Linked DNA regions of Mus musculus: region 1 is linked to region 2. Evidence: chromatin contacts called from public HiCAR-type data. All regions are on one chromosome and are shown on one strand. Each heading gives the region's core, a stretch centred on a gene start, on an enhancer-like site or on the middle of the called end of the contact. The rest is flanking DNA. Distances are from core to core; before and after follow the strand shown. Region 1 holds the start of Cox7b (cytochrome c oxidase subunit 7B). Region 2 holds the start of Jpx (Jpx transcript, Xist activator (non-protein coding)).

Evidence for each region. HiCAR-type assays count read pairs that join an accessible place to other places.
Region 1: a HiCAR-type map of astrocytes shows a contact between it and region 2, with 3 times the contacts expected there. The contact joins the promoter of Cox7b here to the promoter of Jpx in region 2. A contact is called at or near these places in 3 of 39 promoter capture datasets (cranial neural crest, erythroid cells and liver), 1 of 115 datasets of contacts at active chromatin or transcription factors (astrocytes) and 2 of 9 other capture datasets (adipose tissue and liver).

What each region holds. Positions count from the first base shown.
Region 1 is chrX:106,014,259-106,016,958 of GRCm38.p6, reverse strand. Cox7b (cytochrome c oxidase subunit 7B) reads right to left here and starts at 1,259. Exons shown (of 3, transcript NM_025379.2): 1 at 1,089-1,259. The coding sequence starts at 1,128.
Region 2 is chrX:103,492,126-103,494,825 of GRCm38.p6, reverse strand. It overlaps Jpx (Jpx transcript, Xist activator (non-protein coding)), which reads right to left and starts at 1,268. Exons shown (of 3, transcript NR_015508.3): 1 at 1,126-1,268.

The sequences.
Region 1 (2,700 bases), core at 10-2,509, 2.5 Mb before region 2:
CAAAAAAAAAAAAAAAATGATAAAAAAACTTTTCCTACAGTATTTTTAAAAGTCCCTAAGTCACTTAAAGATCAAAGAAATTGAGATTACCAAACAACTGTTGTTTCAACACTCTGATTTACCAAGTGATCTCCCCTCTATACCAAAATAAAATTAAAAACAAACAAACAAACAAAACCACCCAGTTTAGTGACCAGAGATTGGTTAATGGTCTTTGACATAGGTATTACTTACTAACCTCTGTTTTACAAAAACAAGTTTATAACGCTAAATCATTTGTCCAAAGTGAAAGAAATAATAAACACAGCTTGTAGCAGATGAAAGATCAGTTGGGCTTCTTTCTTTTTTTTTTTTTTCAATTATTCCCAAAGTACTTCAGTACTTAGAACACAGCATGTGATCTAAAGGTAAAATAAAACTAAATCCATGGCTAGAAAAGCAAGTAAGTATTGTGTAAGGTCACCTTCATTCACATTACTGAAGGTCACCTTCAGGGTAAAGCAATTACAAAAATGAATTTTTTTCTTTCCAGTCCAGTGTATTTTCCATATATACTGCTAGTCTCAAGTTTCCACGTACTTGCCTAACTTTAAAGCAGGAAAAAAAAATGACCATGATTGTTTTCGCTATAGTTAATATTCCGTTAATAATCTACAGATGACTTCTTCAAAGCTGCCAGGCTTAAGGTTTTCAACCCCTTGCTATGAATCCAGATGCGGTAGATTTAGTTTCCTACCACCGTTATTGTAGGAGATCAGTTCTTCTACGTAAATACACTCCCAGAGCTAAAATTTAGATCATCGCTAAAAGAGCAAGGTGTCCGCCAAAGCGTTCTTCCTGGAAATCATAGGTCTCTGAAGAAAGAGAATGCATAACGAGGTTAGGAACACAAGGACAGGATGATAAAGCCACTGTCACAGCTACCTCTGTTATGGCTAGCTTCCCTTCCCAGTGACTGGAGACCACGCAGGGGACCATGCACCTAGAATTAAAACCCGCAGGATTTGGGGCGGAGGAAGAGGGCAGAAGAGCACGAGGACAGCCGGATCCCGGGTGTTGTAAAGAACTCGCCCACATTATCTGCTCACCTTGGAGACGGCTTAGTGCGTTTTTGGCTAAGGGCAACATCGCGGAGACGAAGATGGAACTGCGGCGACTATGCTGCTGCCTTGGTGCAAATTCACCCCAGCTACCCTTGCAAAGCGTCCTGAAAAACAAAATGGCTTTCAGCAGGGAGCCCAAATGAGAATTGGTGAGATGTCGCGAGATTTAGGGGTTGACCTATAGAAATTGTCATCCTAGTTCCTGCGAGGAAATAGGAAGGTCTTTGGGAAATGTAGTTTCAAGCTTGATGGCTTCCATAAAGTAGTATTTACTAAGCAGGGAGGTTAACTCTTTGGACAAAGGTTTCGGACTCTACAAAGGAGAGCTGAGACACCGACCTTACATAAGGCACCAGCATCAAAATGGTGCTAAAACTCCAGAGGATTGGATCTAGTGTCTCACTTCCAATTACAGTCCCTTCAAATTTTTCACATTCTGTCTCCTATTACCTACATTAATTGGTTTTACCTTTATTGGTTTTTTTTTTTGGAATTTTTGTGGGGGAGTTGAGACACGGCCTCTCTATTTAGTCCTGGCTGACCAGGAACTCTCTATGTAGACCAAGCTGGCCTGGAACTCACAGAAAAAGTCCTGCCTTTGCCTCCCAAGTGCTGGGAGATCAATTGACCTTTTTCCCCTAAGGATTCCAGTTCATGTGCATCTGGCAAGAATACTATATATGTATCTTCTTAAGAAACTCTGTGTAGGGCTGGTGAGATGGCTCAGTGGGTAAGAGCACCCGACTGCTCTTCCAAAGGTCCAGAGTTCAAATCCCAGCAACCACATGGTGGCTCACAACCATCCTTAATGAGATCTGATGCCCTCTTCTGGTGTGTCTGAAGACAGCTACAGTGTACTTACATATAATAAATAATAAATAAAAAAAAAAAAAAAAAAAAAGAAACTCTGTGTAAGCCAGGTCTCCCTATGTAACCCAGACTGGCTAGAACTTACTATGTAGCCCAGACTGGCCTAGAATTTGCAATTCTTTTGCCTTAGCTTCTCTAGTGTCATGATTAGATAAATAATGTACAAATCAAACTCTGCTTTTTAGAGCATCCTATCAAAAGGTATAGGATCTTAGCATGTCCCATTCAGTAATAGTATGAACTTAATCATTTAATCCAAGCACTGCATACCAGATTTCTACACTTTAAAGTCACCGCTTTCCCTTTGTAATTAAAAAAAAAAAGTATCTTGAGTGGAAAGGAGGGATGTGTGCAAAAAAAAAAAAAAAAAGGTAACTCCAATGCATAATGACTATCCTATTCTGCATAAGCTTCTATCCACTATGTTTTGTATCCATTGGTAATTCTTTACCACACTGTGTCTGTATGACCACTGCAGTTCATATGCCTAAAGCAACCTGAGTGAGCATAAAACAGAGATACTCAAACCACCATGCTTATTTGGTATGCTTGTTTATTTTTTAAGATTTATTTATTTATTATATGTAAATACACTGTAGCTGTCTTCAGACACACGGGAAGAGGGCATCAGATCCCCATTACAGATGGTTGTGAGCCACCATGTGGTTGCTGGGACTTGAACTCAGGACCTCTGGAAGAGCAGTCAGTGTTCTTAACTGCTGAGTCA
Region 2 (2,700 bases), core at 19-2,518:
GCTTAATCTACGGGATGACAAAAGAGTGAGCCGCAACTGTGGAGAAATATGGCAAAACGTCAACTCTAATATTAGGGTTTCATTTTATTCTCTGTGTTTGCATTTGTGTTAAATAGGTCATAATATATAAAGCTGCCGAAATGTTTTAAAAATAGCAAACATTCCTTTGTCACCCTCATACATATATGAAAAAAATGAGATCATATTATCCTACAACTTGTTTTTAATGTAACAAGCTATCATATCATCTTTTACACCAAAGAGCCAAAATATACAGACTTTTAAAACATCCTCCTATTAATGGATACACAGGTTGTTTCTTATCACTTGCCACAAGAAAAGAGCTGCATAGACATCCTCTTTTAGGTATCCTTATTTATATACTGATGCTTCTCTTTCTGAAGGATTGAGCCGTGAAAGTCAGACTACTGAGTTCCAGATATTGGAACTTGGTACTCCATATATATTTTTATTTTTCTAAATATAGCTACATCAATGCTTCCAAATGGTTGCAACAATTCATACTTTATTCAGCAATGCCTAGCTAAGGTACTGAAATGTCTTTTTGACCAAGTAAGCATCTAACAAAAGAACACAGATCACCCTATAAGGCCCTATTATAACAGATGCTCCCAGACCACAAATTTAGTAACATACTCTGGTCCTCATTTGGAGTACATAAAAAGGGCATAGGGCAAAAAGCGTTATTATACCATAATTAATGTTACCAATAAGCTAGTTTTATCAACTACTAAGTGTTGATGAGAAAGAACTGAGGCCGTTTTTCGAGGCCTCTGGGGAGCTAGAATAAACACTCCATTTTGGAGACACTCACTATCCGTCAAACCCCAATTAGACAAAGGAAAACAAAAGGAAACCTCAAAACACGATCTCTCCTAGGAATGAGCCTCCCCAGCCTGACAGGTTCATCCGTGGAGGTCCGGTGATGTGGGCACTGATCACTCATCTATTGTGGGCGGAATAGGGGAGAAATCCGGAGTGCCAGCCGCCGACTACTCGTCCCGCTCGGCAGACCATGCGGTCGGAGTGGTGACCGCTGCGGCGGGTCGGCGTGGTGACCGCTACGGCGGCCATCTCTCTGACAGCGCGAGACCCGGCACTCACCAGGGCATGTTCATTAATTGGCCAGTTTCTCCACTCTCCTTATTAAGTCATCCTCTAGCTGCCTGGCTAATCCCGGGAAGGACGTATACATGTGGACGCCGCCATTTTATAAGTTACAGAAGCCTGGTGGTGCCGTGGGGGGGGGGGGGGGTCGGGCGGGCGGAGAGCATGCGTCACAGCCGAACAGTCCCTGTGCCGCGCGGCGCCGCGCTGTCAGGCTGTCCCTAAATGGCTGCTCCAGCAACGTGACCGGGACTGTCCGCGGTCGCTTCCGCAGATGACTGAGCGCTTGCGGTTCCTCTCCCGGCTGCCTCTGTTAGCATCTTTCACGTGCTCCCGCGTTTCTTGCCCGTCTTTAATTTGTTCTCTTGCCACCCCCTCACCCCCCACCCCCCACCCCCCACCCCCCCCCTACCCCCACCGAAATTCCTTTTTCTTTTTTGTTTCTATAGAAGACCAGCTTGTGTTTTGCTCCCGAGATCTCTTTCGGAGCCCCTTCTGTGTTTTTAGCTGCCAGCATTGCTGTAGCTGCTATAACTGCAATCTACATGTCACAGAGGCTAGGTGGCAAAGTAAACCACAGGCCTGGGTATGTCCCCTAGTTTTTGATAAAGACAGAATTATACCTTGTCCTATTCCTATTGGACACCTCACAGGGCCGAAGCTGACAATAACTCCTTTGGCTTTTGGATGTTCACACCAATACTGGTTACCACACAAATTAGAAAAGGATCTTGGGTTATCAATAAAGGCAGAGAACTACACTTCCATTTAAAAAAGAAAGAAAAAAGTTCTCATTTTACCTATTGCACCACGAGGCACAGGGGCAGAAGCGAGTGCTCAGTGGTTAACAGTGCTTAATGCTCTAGCAAAGGATGCAGGTTCAGTCCCCGGCACATACTTCTCTCTACACAGATCTCTCTACACAGGCAAACATGTATACACACACACACACACACACACACACACACACACACACACGAAGTAAATGCATGTGTGTGTGTGTATTTAAGTAAAACCATGTTGGAAAGTTGCCGAAGGGGCCTCAGTGAATATCTGCTTGAGGAAGGCTTTGCTAAGGCAACCTGGGACAGCTGTCATGGAGCCGAGGGCTGTCCTCTCTCCAGAAGGTAGCACATTTTCCCTTACACTGGTTTCCCTCTTTCCCAAGACAGCAAAGCCCTGGCTTCTTTTCATTCCATTACAGGCAGTTCTTTCCTGTGCGAGCTCTCCTCAGCTGTAGCCAGAATTTGCCTGTTTGGAATCCTTTCTTCCTCCTAGAGTTTCTCTGAGATGGCAAGTTTGTGAAAATTATTACACACACACACACACACACACACACACACCCATGGCCAAGACAATCAATTTGATATGCTCCTGTGACTATAACCACTTTATTGCCCCCCCCATTTAAATTTTTAATCTAGATTCCCTTCCCCCTCTCTCCATGTGCTCATGGCCAGCCTCTAGTTCTCTACTCTCTCTTTCTCTCTCTCTGCCTTTCCCTGCCTCTGCTACCCTCTTAACTCCCCTCCCCATGCCCTGAATAAACTCTATTCTATACTAAAAAATAAA